Regions from separate parts of the Sus scrofa genome. Here region 2 is linked to region 1. Evidence: chromatin contacts called from public Hi-C data. All regions are on one chromosome and are shown on one strand. The core of a region is the stretch at or near the end of the contact, and the rest is flanking DNA. Distances in the headings are between cores, read along the strand shown.

Region 1 (7,047 bases), core at 1,052-3,551:
CAAGAAACCAAGAGTTTGGCTGCCTTACAGCCCCTCCCCCCCAACTAGCCTCCTGCTCCTGCAGACACGTCATCGGGTAGCTCCCGGCAGGGAACCAGGGAACGGCAGCTTCAAAGCTTCTCTTCCACACACCCCTGGGGGAGAATGGAGTTGGGGAGGTGGGGGCAGGGCTATCATCGAGCTGTCCCCAGCCTTGAGGGTGGCAGAGGCTGGCAGGAGGAGCTGCAGGGGAGCAAGCACCCTGCAGGCTCAAGGCGTCACTGTGCAGGTCCCTATGATTAATGGCCCCCTCAAACTGAGCTCTATCACTCATCCATCCATCCATTCATCCATCCACTTATTTATCCATTCTTTCATCCTAGTGTCCTTCAGTCCTAGTTAGGGCTGCAGCAGGAGACAGAGCATAAATAAACAAGGTAACTCTGGAATTCTGGGCAGTGGGAAGAGAGAACTCCATAAAAGGAGATGATGTGGGAGAGACCCATGGGATGTGGCTACTCTGGAGAGGCCACTGGGGACCCCTTTTGGAGGTGCTCTTTGATCCAAGCTGTGCCAAGTTCTGGGGAAGCAAATGTTCCAGGCAAGAGAATGCAGGTGCAGAGGCCCTGTATAAGGAGGTCTGTGTGGCTGGAGCCGAGGGTCCAGGCCAGACACAGAGCTCTCTCCCCAGCCCCACCCTATAGCACTCTGCTGCCTCCCAGTTCAGCCTAAAGCCCTTCGCTCAGTGTCTCCACCTTCCTTCACACCTCCCCATGCTCTGTGGCCGCCCCAAGATTTCTTGTATCCTAGTTTTTCCTCATGTTGCATTAGGATTTGTCTTTTTTAAAAAGATGGCCAGAACTTATTTATTTTGTAACTGAAAGTTGGTACCTTTTAATCATCTCCCAATTTTCACCCCCTGCAATCCTTAGAAACTACCACTCTATTCTCTATTTCTGTGAATTTATTTTTTTTAGATTTTATATGTGAGAGTATACAATATTTGTCTTTCTCTTTTATCTCATTTAGCATACTGTCCTTTAGATGTACCCCTGCTGTCATAAAAAGGAGGATTTCACTCTCTTTTATGGCCAAATAATAGTCCACTACATATGAAATAAAATGAAATTTATGTGTATAATAGAATACCCTGTATATAATATATAATGGAATACATAATATAAATGTAATGGATAATATATAATATTACATTATATATATTACATTCCACTGGATATAGACATGCGTATTTCACATTTTGATAAAGATTGCATTTGAAGCTATAGGTGACCTTGGGAAGTGTGGACATTTTAACAATATTAATTCTTCCAGTTCATGAACAAGGGATATCTTTCCCTTTATTTGTGTCTTCTTCAATTTCTTTTGCTAATATCTTATCGTTTTCAGCATTCACATTTTTTTCATCCATTTGGTTAACTTTGTTCCTAAGTATTTTATTCTTTTTGATGTTATGCCCTTTTTTTTTTGGTTTGGTTTGGTTTTTGGCCACACAGGTGGCACGTAGAAGTTCCCAGGCCAGGGATCGAACCCATGCCTTAGCAGTGACAATGACAGATCCCTAACCCATAGGCCCTCAGGGAATTCCTAGCCTTTAGTTTTCAAACAAGAGGCAGTGAGTCTGCATTCCTGATGACAGGAACATTTTTCATCCTCAAGGATGGAGGTAGCAGCAGCTGCTGGTCTAAGAACCCCCCAGAGGAGGTGGCCCGGCCCAGAATGGCTGAGGCAGGGGCAAAGGTGAAAGAACCTGAAGGACGTGGGGTTTAGCCAAGTGGGGTTGTCACAATGCTCACTGCCAGGGCTCTTCATCATCTTGAGGGCATTGACCTGTGGCAGGTCCACCACAGCTGGTCATCTGGACCTTCCACCTCTGTGAGGGGGCGGGGTACCATTGCCTCCGGAATCACCCTAAAATCTTGCTGGGCCTATCTCTGCTCAGGTCGCTATAACAACATAGCATTGACTGGGCAGCTTCAATGGCAAACAATGATTTCTCAGTTCTGGAGGCTGGACCTTGGGACCAAGGTGCTGGCAGAGTCTGTGTCTGGTTCATGCATGGCTGTCTTGTCTGTGTCCTCAGTGGTGGAGGGGTCAAGGGAGCTCTCTGGGGCCTCTTTATTAAGGACACTAATCCCATACAGGAGGGCTCCACCTTCATGACCTAAGCACCTCCCAAAGCCCTATCTCCTAATATCAGCACATAGGGGTCAGGTTTCAACATAAGAATTTGGAGGGGACAGAGTCAGTCTATAACAGCCTCAGGCCAGGCATCTGGGGAATGAGGGGAAGATTGTTAAGCCAGTTTCTGGATAGTTGGAAGATTAACTCAGCTTTGGTGATGAGGTCCAAGCTGCAACCATTCCCTCCCTTAGGGGGCATGAAAACACCCCACCCTTGCCTTGTGGCCTCTTGCAAGTTTCTCTTACATGTCGGCTCTCAAACTCCTCAGGGTAATGGGGCGATCTTGCCTGACACCCAGATTCTCTTGTCCCTCCTGGGAGGGGCAGTGCTGCTCCTTCCAGCCACCACTTTCCTGCAACGACTCAGTTCATTCCAGGGGATCCTGAGTGCCGGTGCAACAGGGGGGCCAACCTTGAACTCAGCAAAGAGGAACGCTTGATTCCTTTCCAGTTGGAAGGCTGCGAAATGGCTGGGAATTTATGAGCCTGCTCTAAGTAAATGCTCAGCGCTTTTGTTAAAGGAGAAGGGAAAGTAAAACCCCCAATCAACACCATCAATGACCTTTCCCCAGCCAGCGGCTCAAGGCCTCTGCAGCTTCTGCAGTTCGGGCAACCAGGAAAGATGCCACGGCTGCAAGACTGTGGTAGGGCACAGCCATTCTTGTCCAGAGTCCTGAACTGCCATTATTTTTTGTTCTCAGGGTAAAAAGGAATCGCTGAATAATTCTCTACTGTGTCCCAGGCACATGTTGACATCCTGTGATGCACTAATGTCACAGCATCTACCTTACAGAATGCATAGCTCTATTGTCTCCAGTTGGCTGTTGGCAAACTGGGGGCCCAGCAAGTGGACCAATGTCCCTGTGGTCACACAGCCAGCTGGGACACAAGCCCAGATGTGATGAACTCACAGTCTCTTGTCTCAAACCCTAAATCCATAGAAGGTAGAATATATTGAATTCATTAGGAATGCACTTGGCTGTAAGTAACAAAATTGGACTAAGAGTGACTTAAATCATAAGGCCATATGTTGTCTATTTAGGAGGACATCAGGTGGGTTCAATAGTTCCTCAGTATATGGAGTTCCTGTTGTGGCACAGTTTGTTTATGATCCGACTTGTCTCTGTGGTGGTGCTGGTTCGATCCCTGGCCCGGTGCCGTGGGTTAAGGATCCGGCAGTGCTACAGCTGTGGCTAGGTCACAGCTCTGGCTCAGATTCAGTTTCTGGCCTGGGAACTTGCATATGTGGCAGGTGCAGCCAAGATAGAAAAAAAGAAAACCAGTTCCTCAATATCATAATGGATGGTTGACACCTCCGAAATTGTCTTGGCTGTCTCCTCATTGTGACAAGGTGACTGCCACAGCTTCAGACATCACTTCCTCACACAATGACATCCAAAGGCAGGAAGGAGAGTGGGCGAAATGGAACAAGCCTCTCTTCCTGTATTTTTCTCATTTTATAGTGAGCTCTCTCTTCCTCAAGAGCCATCAGCAGACTTCCTCTTGTCTCTCAAAGGCCAGAAATGGGTCACAGGCTCTCCCCTGGACATCCCCAGGCCCAGAGGGGCAGAATTTAGTTCCTGCCACATGGTAGATTGAGAGACTTGAAATTTAAAAAAAAAAAAAGCTCACTCAAGGACAAAGTATAAAAGATGTTGCATTTTTTAAAAATTTGCGATAAAATAGACATAACATAAAATGCACAATTTTAACAATCTGTAAGAGTACAGTTCAGTGGCACCGTGAACATTCCCACTGTTGTGCAAACATCATTACCATCCAACTCTAGAACTTTTCATCTTCCCACACTGAAACTCTATCCCCATTAAACACTAACTTTCCATTGCCCGCTTCAGTCTCTGGCACCCACCCTTCTTCTTTCTGTCGCTGTGAATTTGACTCCTCTGGGTACCTTGCAGAAGTGGAATAATGCAGTATTTGTCCTTTTGTGCCTTGCTGATTTCATTTAGCATAATGTCCTCATGCTCATGCATATTGTAAGTCTGAGCTGGAATTTCTTTCCTTCTTCTTCTTTTTTTTTTTTTTGGTTCAATAGGGGAGGAAAAAAAAACCCCAACGTTTGGGCATTTTATTTGTTTGGATTCCATATCATCAGAACTTAGGTTGATGGTCATGCCAGTTGGTTACGTTATTTCAAAAAAATTACTGATTTGATTATTTCAATGCCTTAATATTTTTCTAGCTTTCGTTTTAAGCTCATATGTACAAGGACAGCACCAAGAGCCTTCAGGGGCCAGTGTGTGGGTGTTTCCTGACACCCCCCCCCTTTTGTGCAAATACATCTCCCAGCCTATTGGGCATGTGGTATCCACTGTGGGAAAAGAGACTTTTTAAGGCTGAATAGTATCCTGTTGTATGTATGTACCACATTTTGCTTAACCCTCCATTCGTTGTTGGCCTCCTGGGTGGCTTCCATTATTTGACCATTATGAGTATTGTGCGGGCAGTTTTGTTAATTACAGCATCTTCAAAAGCATCTTCACTGATAAAATGACAGCAGTGGACCAAGTGCCAGCAAGGATTTGGAAAGACTGGGACTCTCACCCATTGCTGGTGAGGATGCAAAATGGTACAACCATTTGGGAAAATAGTTCAGCAGTTTCTTAAGCAGTTTAACCTACACCTATCATGTGATTGGGTCATTTCACTCCTAAGTATATACTAAGAGAAATGGAAACATACATCCACACAGAAACTTATATATGAACGTTCATCGCAGCTTTATTTACAAGAGCCGAAAGATGGAAACAACCCAAATGTCCATCAAGTGATGAATGGACGAATTGTGGTCTATCTGTAGGTTGGAATATTTTTCAGCTATGAAATGTATGAGGAGGAGTTCCTGTCGTGGCGCAGTGGAAAAGAATCCGACTAGGAACCATGAGGTGGCAGGTTTGATCCCTCGCCTCACTCAGTGGGTTAAGGATCTGGTGCTACCATGAGCTGTGGTGTAGGTGACAGACGCGGCTCGATCCTGTGGCTGTAGTGTAGGCTGGCAGCCGTAGCTCTGATTTGACCCCTAGCCTGGAAACCTCCATATGCCGTGAGTACGGCCCTTAAAAAAAAAAAAGTGAGGAGTTCCTGTTGTGGCCCAGAACCCAACACAGTCACTGGCCTTGTTCAATGGATTAAGGATCCAATACTGCTGCAAGGTGCAGTGTAGGTCACAGATACCGCTCGGATCCAGTGTTGCCATGTCTGTGGCGTAGGCCTCACCTATAGCTCCAATTTGAACCCTGGCCTGGGAACTTCCATATGCCACAGATTTGGCTGTAAAAAGAAAAAAAAAAGGCATGAAGTTCTGATACTTATGGTACAATATGAATGAACCTTGAAAACATGCTAAGTGAGAGAAGCCAGATACAAAAGGCCATATGTCATAGGATTCCATTTATAGGAAATGTCCCGAATCAGCAAATTCATAGAGACAGCACACTGGAGGGTGTCAGGTGCTGGCAGCGGGGAATGGGAGTGACTGCTAGGGTGTGGGCTTTCCTTTTGGGCTAATGAAAAATGTTCTGGAATTAGATAGTAGTGTAGGTTGCACAACTGTGCGAATATATTAAAACCACTGAATTGTATAGTGTGAAAAAAAAAAAGGAAGAAAAAGATGAGTACAAGCCCCAGCCCCTGCCCCAGGCCCCAGCCCTTTAAAAAAAAAAAAAATCAGTGGTTATCCTGGAAACTATCATTGCTCCCATTTTACAGATGAGAACATTGAGGCCCAGACACTCAATGACTTCATCAAGGAAATAGAGCTGGTGAGTGGGAAAAGCAGGGATTTTGAACCCAGCCTATTCTGCCTCCAAGGCCTCACTACATAGCGCCACACCCTAAGGGGCTTCCTGAGTCTTAGGCTCGCCTCTCTTGGCCACCATCTCCTCATCTGTGCAAAGGTCACGATGATTCAGAGAGGCGTGAAAGTGGCCGGCCCTTCGCTTGGCACAGAGCAGATGCATCAGTGTATTGGGTAACATGTCTCTCCTTCCTTCTCCACTCCAGGAAACAGAGAAGAGCCCAGTTCTTGGGAGGGCAGACACCGGGCCTGGGGGAGGCTGCAGCTCATCAGAGCAGCTCAGCCACCTCCCAGCACCTGTCCCCGGGCAGGGATAGAGGCCACAGCACCATGTTCCTGCTGCCAGTGTGTGGGTGTTTCCTGACACCCCCCCCCTTTTGTGCAAATACATCTCCGGTGACGTTCCCGTTGCCATGGCAAGAGGCGCCCTCTTCTATCTAGAGTGACAGTCACCACCAGGCTGGGACCAGAGCCAGCACAGCCCAAGGGCAGATTAATTCTGCCATTGCAAGTCAGACTCTGCAGGCTCTGCGCCTCTCGGGAAAGGCCAGCTGCCTGGCACCTTCCTTCTCACTGGCTGCTTCTCCCAAGGGTGGGAAAGAGGGCACGCAGGGCCTCATCCAGGGCTTCACCCTGTTTTCTGAGGAGCTCCGGATGGGGAGAGAGCAGGCTGACGCATGTTTCTGTCCCAGGGCCTCTGTTTCCAAGCTGCGTGATCTTGAGCCTCAGTTTCTTCATTGGAAAAGTGTCTGTATTGGAGTTCCCACTGTGGTGCAGTGGAAACGAATCTAACTGGAAACCATGAGGTTGGGGGTTCGATCCCTGGCCTCACTCAGTGGGTTAAGGATCCAGTGTTGCCATGAGCTATGGTGTAGGTTGCAGATGTGGCTTGGATCTTGCATTGCTGTGGCTCTGGTATAGGCCGACAGCTGTAGCTCCGATTAGACCCCTAGCCTGGGAAGCTCCACATGCTGCTAGTGTGGTCCTAAAAAGCAATAATAATAATAATAATAAATTTTTAAAAAGGAAAGTGTCTGTATCACTACCTCC
Region 2 (6,718 bases), core at 1,455-3,954, 240 kb after region 1:
AGCCCTCGAGGCAAAAGCAGGAGTCCTGTGCCTCCTGCCGAGAAGGAGGGTAAGTGTGTGTCGGTGGCTGAGAGAGTGTGAGTGAGGGCAAATGGGTGGGCATAGCGGCATTTGTGTGTGCAGAGCAGCTGTTGCAAACTCCATACCTACAGTGTTGGGGCAGGCCAAGTAAATGAGTAAAACATGTGGGAGTGAGGCAGTAGGGGACGGTGGGGACTGTGGCAAATTAGAGAACTCCTGGTTTTTTCAAACACAGGCACACATTGGCCTCAGCCGTGTTACCACGTAGTGATACAGGCCCGCAGTTGTCCTTTCAGAGAAGCTAGAAATCAATCTTTCCATGTGAAATCTAGTTTCTCAATATTGGCAACTTCTCAAAATTTTCAAAAGTGTTGTGCATAGACAAAAACATGTCTGTGGCTCCGCCTCTGGTTCCATGTGATTCAGTCCACACATGAGCTTCTAGACCCACAGATGAAGCTCAGTGCCAGCTGGCAATAACTGTGATCTGGGCAGGAAGCGCTGCCCCCTCCAGCCTTCACTCTGACCTTATTCCAGGCCAAGGTCCCTGGGTTCACTAGGGAGCCAGTGGGGTGATTCCCCAAGCAGCTGTGTTGCAGCAGCTGCGTTGCAGCAACTGCCCAGGGCGTGCTTTATTGTCACCACGTGAAGCTCAAGGTCAGGAGACAGGTGGGGCGTGGTTTCTTATTCTCTGGATCTTCTGTCTTTGCCCCGCTCCCCACTGGACCCAAGAAATCTCAAGCCTCTGTCCCAAAGGGGCACTCGTCCCAGATCAGCCTGTCCTGTCCCAGGCATTGGGGGCTGACCCTACAGAGGGTCCCCCACTCTGGGCTAGCCCAGGCTCCTGCAGGCTGCTCTAGGGCTCTGAGGGCAGCAGGACCCCAGGTGACCCTCTGTGATCAATGCAGCCCAGGGACAGGTTCGGGCGGCTAAGGCCACCTGCGCCCCCACCCCCACCCCCCACCAGCCTTGGGTATAACAGCGTCCTGCTGTCTCTAAAAAGCCACGCTGGCCCTTGGCCATGGGCCTCCCTGAGGGTGAGGCCATGTGCCTGTCTGAGGACAAAGAGCAGGGCCGTCCCTGAAGCAGGACAGCTCCACACTTCCTGCAAGTGACTCCCCAGCTAATCAGCCCACCTCAACTGCCTCCCCATGGCCGCCTTCACCTGCCGCAGGAAATCCGGATGCCACCCATATGGACCAGCTTATGGCCACAGGGCAGGATGTTCTTCGAACACCTAGATTGCTCAGCACTGTGCCAGGCAGCGGGGGGGGTCAGCAGGGAATAGGATCAAGTCCCCATTTGGAGGAGCTGCTGTTTTTGTGAATGAGGAGGCCCTTAGACCAGGGAGCATGGCAGGAAGCCAGGTGACTTTAGAGTAGTTCATGCATCGAAAGAGACAAGACGGGAGTTCCCCTCATGGCACAGCAAAAATGAATCCTGCTAGGAACCATGAGGTTGTGGGTTTGATCCCTGATCTCATTCAGTGGGTTAAGGATCTAGCATTCCCATGAGCTGTGGTGTAGGTCACAGATGCGGCTCAGATCTGGTGTTGCTGTGGCTGTGGTTGTGGCTGGCAGCTGTAACTCTGATTCAACCCCTAACCTGGGAACCTCCATGTGCCGTGGGTGCGGCCCTAAAAAGCTAAAAAAAGAAAAGAAAGCGACAAGACAGAGGGAGTGAAGAGGGGCTCAGGGAAGTGTCTCTGTAAAAAGAAGGTAGTTGTGGGACAGTCTGGGGGAAGGGCATTCCAGGCACAGGAACAGCACATGCAAAGCCCTAGGGTGGGAATAAGTTTGTTGTGTTTGCAGGGCTGGTGGGAGGTGGTGGCACTGTGGGGATTTTGTCTCAGGTGCAGAATGAGCCTTTGCCAAAGGGATTTTAAGGGTGTGTGTGTGTGTGTGTGTGTGTGTGTGTGTGTGTGTGTGTGTGTGTGTGTGTGTGTGTGTGTCTGTGTGTGTGTGTGTGTGTGTTGGGAGTATCAGGCAGTCTGATTTATAATTTAGAAAGCTCTCTGGCCATTGTTGAGGACTGGGGCCACGGGGAGTGGGGGCAGACGGAGGAGGCCAGCGCTGGTCACAGCCACACTGGATGGAAGGAGGGCACAGAGGTTCTGTTTCAGGAGCAAAAGGACCTGCCGATGAACCCAAGTGTGGGGTTGAAAGCAGGATGTCTTCCTTCTCCTGGGACCCTGCCGGCCACCCACGCTGGGATGGGGACTCCCCACAGTTGGGGCGGGTTCTCTGGGCAAGACTGTTGTGTGAGACATGGGGTCTGGCTCTGGAAGGACATTCCAGGGCCGGGGCGCCAGCCCAGGGCGGTAGCTGCCTAGCAATGTCAGGGGCCCAAACAGCTTTGGCGGGCGCCAGATCCAAGCTGGGCTGGGCCACACTTGGGTGGCAGGGCACCACATGGGGCCAGGCAGGGCCTGCTGGGACAGGTCACAGGCCCTGTCCTGGGAGAAAGTGAGCCACTGCTGTGGTTTCTGAGTCTGGCCCCTGGCCCGTTGGCACAGCGGAGGGCCACGCTGTTTTCCTGGAATTGCCCTCTGCTCAGGAGACGGTACACCTGGCACCGGGCACCGTAGCCTGGCTCACAGTTCAGCACCTTAGGCACATGCGTGAACCTGACACCCAGCACTACCTCTCTGGTCTCTCCAGAGCCTCCCCGCCTCCTGGCTCCCACGTGGAGCAGCTCCGCCCAGCCCATCCCTGGGGCTCCCTGGGCCCAGCTGGAGGAACAGGTTGTCTCTCCAGGCTCTGGGCCTCCTGCCCAGCCTGGCCCGACCCCAAGGTTCCCTTCCAACACCGGAGGGCCCCCCCCCACCCCGGTTCACCCTGGCTTCTGTCCCCGCCCACTGCAGCCGGAGCCGAGCTGGAGCCAGCGGCCCAGGCTCGCACAGGGTCGGGTAGCTGGACAGGGGAGGTCCAGGGCATTTGTGGAATTTCCGGGTGCCTCCTTTAGGGGCTGGCTGAGCATGAGAATCCCCACCCCACTGCTCCCCGCAGCTGTGACCCTTTCCTTGGGCCACCTCCTTCACCAGGCACAGACTCAGGGGGAAGTTCAGTCTCCCCTCTGCCCAGGAGAGAAACAGAGGATGTGCCTCTGCCCCACCTGCCGGCACAGTGGGCTCCACTCACCGATGCTGACACTCTCGCCTCCCCTTGACGGGCCTTCAGAGCCTCCTTCTGTCATCTGGAGGTGGCCCGAGGGAGGACCCTTGCCTGCCATTCCCATCCCAGGCCTGATGTTGCCAAGTCATCATCAGCCAGTTAGTCCCCCGGGGTTGGTCCTCCAGCCCAACACCAGTTCTCAAGCTAGAAGTTCAGCGCTTAGGATGGATTTCAGCAGAGAGAGGCCAGCGGGAGAACGCTGTGAAGGCGGTGTGGCCTTTGGTCGTGTCTGGGAGCTGTCCCCAGGCCTGAGAATCCAGGGCCTATGGTTGCTCCTCTTCCTGTGGTCAGCGTGCGTGGTGAAGGGTAAGGTCACTGCCTGTGGCCCAGCTCCCTGCATTCAGAGTTCCCTCTTGTTGGCTGTGGGCCTCTGACCTGGTGACTTGGCCTCTCTGAGCCTCTGTGTTCCCGTCAGCAAAATGGGGATAATAATCGTCCATTCCCTGTAGGGTGTCGCGAGGATGAACGAGTCAGTTCACGCAGAGCACTTCGTTGGAGCCTCCCAAGGACACCCCCAGGGAGCGTCAGCCTCCGCTGCTGTCATGTTATCTGCAGCTGCAGTGGCGGGGAGGCTAAGGGGTCACATCCTGACTGGGCCAACTATCTGCTGGGGACTGTAGATTTGTCTATTGATGTGTCTGTATGCAGCTTGCTCTCCACGTGCTGGGCCTGGGCACCCTCTTCCTTCTGAGCCTGTGAGGAGGCTTCTTGAGTTCATGCTTTTGTAGGGCTCAGCCCAGCGCCTGGACGTGGTACGCGCTCAGCAAACAGGCTGATGTATGCATGCTGTCACCCCGGGCGTCTGGGCCCTTAGCCACGCCTGACAGAGCACACGTCCGAGGATCTCGGCAAGCCGTTCTGACCGCCTTCATCAAGGGAGAGGTCAGCAAGCCTCTTCCGGAAAGGGCTAGATAGTAAATATTTCAGGCTTTGCAGGCCAGACGGTCTCTGTCGCAACGACTCAGCTCTGCTGTAGATAATAAATAAACGGGTGGACGTGACCGCATTCCAGTACAAGTGTGCAGACGAGATCGGGGGGGGGGGCGGGCCCTGTGCCGCCATCTGCCACCCCCTGGTTTGGAGGCTCGTCCAAGCCCCTGCTCCCCCGGTACCTGGGAAGTGCCTGTGGGATTTCCAGGGCTGGCATCGGGCTGCTGAGAACCCCCGGGGCACATGTGCTTGGCAGGACATCATGGGAGTCATCACAGTGCCTGGCCTGCAGACCTGGGGGTTCCATCACAGGCCCCCTGTCGCTGTTGGCCGGGACCCTCCCCCAGCCAAGGCTGGCGCTGCAGGCACAGGGCAGGTCTCGTTTGAGCAGCATAGCTGGGGCGGGGGTCTGAGGGCTGGCCCAGTGTGGCTGACTGCCCTCCTTCACCCCTCAGCAGAGAAGCCCGTGTTCTTCCCGGCCTTTGTGGCGGAGGGCCAGAAGCTGCCCACGGATCCCTCATGCTGGACATCAGGCCTGCCCTTCCCCGTGCCCCCTCGCGAGGTGATCAAGGCCTCCCCGCATGCCCCTGACCCCTTGGCCTTCTCCTACGCCCCGCCTGGTGAGTAGTTCACCCAAGCCTGGCCTCCTCGCTGAGTCAGCCAGTGTGCTATCATTGGGCACCAACTGTTTGCACTGGGTGGAACTGCATGCAAAGGATCTTAGGGTCTCATGGGACCTGGCAGGAGGGATGGTCCGGTCAGTGAAGGGAAAGGGGAACGTGGAGATCTGAGAAATCTGTGGGATTGTGGTCTAAGCATCTGGTGCTAGGGAGCCATCAGAGGTGCTTGAGCAGGTGAGGGGCAGCCTTGGAGTGGAGCTCTGCCTTCTTGAGCTGGAGAATGGGCAGGTGGAGAAAAATTTGAGGAGGAAGGAGGCTGCTTTGATTTACAAACACAGTCAAGCTGGATTTGAGATCTTTTCTGGTTCTCCAGTTCCGCCAGGTACCATTAGCAATCCGGGGGTCAGAGCCAGGGGCCGATTAGAGTCTGTGATGTCAGCAAAGGCCATCCTAAGCAGAGCTGCTCCTGAAGGATGAATGGGCTGAAAGAGCCAGGAGAAGAACAGGGAAAGGCATGCCTGCGGCAGGAACAGCATGTGCAAAGGTCCGGAGGCAGGAAAGAGCAGGCTAAACTAAATCAGGCTGCCATGGTGGAAGCTTAGCGCCCAGTGAGCCTGTGGAGACCACTGGCAACAGGTCAAGTGAGCCTGAAGGCTGTGTCAGAGGCCAAGACTTTATCCTAGAGGCAGTGGGGAGCCAATGAAGTTCACGGCAGGGGAGCGCATGAACAGCTAGACTTCACAGAAAGATCTCTTTGGCAGTTCCCTGGTGGCACAGCAGATTAAGGATCTGGCATTGTCACTGCAGCAGCTTGGGTCGTTGCTGTGGTGAGGGTTCAGTACCTGGCCCAGGAACTTCCACGTGCTAGGGGTGCAAGAAAAAAAATCCCTTTGGTTCCTGTGGGTGGAATGGACTTTGGGAGGGAAAGGGGGGAATGGGAAAACCAGTTGAGGAGTCTGGGGGAGAGTTTAGGGGCTTGGGCTAGGGCCAGGGAGGTGGGGTGATCCTGGGAGGTGGTGTGGGTCAGGGAGGTTTCCCGGGTTTAGTGGTGTCTGAAGCAAGACTGCGGATGGCTCTTGAGGGGAGAGACGGGAGGAGCTGTGGTGGGCCCCTGTGGCTGGGCACCGCCTGAGCAGAACAGAGAGGAGGTGGGGAGTGGCCAGGGGCTCTGTCTCTGACTGCTGCTGGGGCCCTGTGATGGACAGACGTGTGCCCTGCAGGTCACCCACTGCCCCTGGGCCTCCATGACAGCGCTCGGCCCGTCCTGCCTCGCCCACCCACCATCTCCAACCCACCACCCCTCATCTCATCCGCCAAGCACCCCAGCGTCCTCGAGAGGCAAATGGGTGCCATCTCCCAGGTGAGGCGGGAGGGGCAGCCCCCCAGACCCAGTGCCCAGAGAGCAGCTCCTTTCTCTTTCAGGGGTTTGGTCGTTCCACCTGTAAAGTGGGGGAGCCACTGCAACCACTGGTGTGTGGATGGGGGCGGGGCACCCAAGGGGCTGGGTCCAAGCCAGCTACAGGCTGCCCCAGGCATCAGGACCCTGCGAGGTCACTCTGTGGGGCAGTTGAGAACCTAGGCTCTGCAGCTGGACTGGGTGGCCTTTGGCAAGTTACTGAACCTCTTTGTGCCTTGGTTTCCCGTCTGTGAAACACAAGATTGAGGAGTTCCCATTGTGGTTCAGCGGAAAGGAACCCAACTGATGTCTATTAGGATGCGAGTTCGATTCCTAGCTCCCCTCAGTGGGTTAAGGATCCCGTATTGCTGTGGTTGTGGTGCACACTGGCAGCTGTGAGCTAGTTGGACCACTAGCCTGGGAACTTCCGTATGTCACAAGTGCAGCCCTAAAAAGCCAAAAAAAAAAAAAAGAAAAACAAAAGGGAAGATTGAATGCACTAGACACCCAGCACGGCTCATGGTGAGCCTCAGTGTGCCCTTTCGCCTCTCTGACCTGCCCCCTGTGGCACAGGCACA

The links. A called contact is a pair of places that touch in the nucleus more often than the background predicts.
Region 2: a contact with region 1 is called in a Hi-C map of liver, with 1.8 times the contacts expected there. The contact joins two enhancer-like sites. A contact is called at or near these places in 1 of 47 Hi-C or Micro-C datasets (liver) and 1 of 2 datasets of contacts at active chromatin or transcription factors (alveolar macrophages).

Annotation. Positions count from the first base shown.
Region 1 is chr14:28,539,545-28,546,591 of Sscrofa11.1, forward strand. No RefSeq gene overlaps it. Among named protein-coding and RNA genes, the nearest start is that of NCOR2, 100 kb to the right of the region's middle. Within about 2 kb of position 2,302, at least 16 of the 83 cell types and tissues checked have an H3K27ac peak or open chromatin away from gene starts, as enhancers often do. A contact at or near this core is called in liver, where this site is marked.
Region 2 is chr14:28,784,092-28,790,809 of Sscrofa11.1, forward strand. It overlaps NCOR2 (nuclear receptor corepressor 2), which reads left to right. Exons shown (of 49, transcript NM_001044576.1): 24 at 1-49; 25 at 4,580-4,744; 26 at 5,965-6,104. Among named protein-coding and RNA genes, the nearest start is that of RFLNA, 54 kb to the right of the region's middle. Within about 2 kb of position 2,705, at least 34 of the 83 cell types and tissues checked have an H3K27ac peak or open chromatin away from gene starts, as enhancers often do. A contact at or near this core is called in liver, where this site is marked.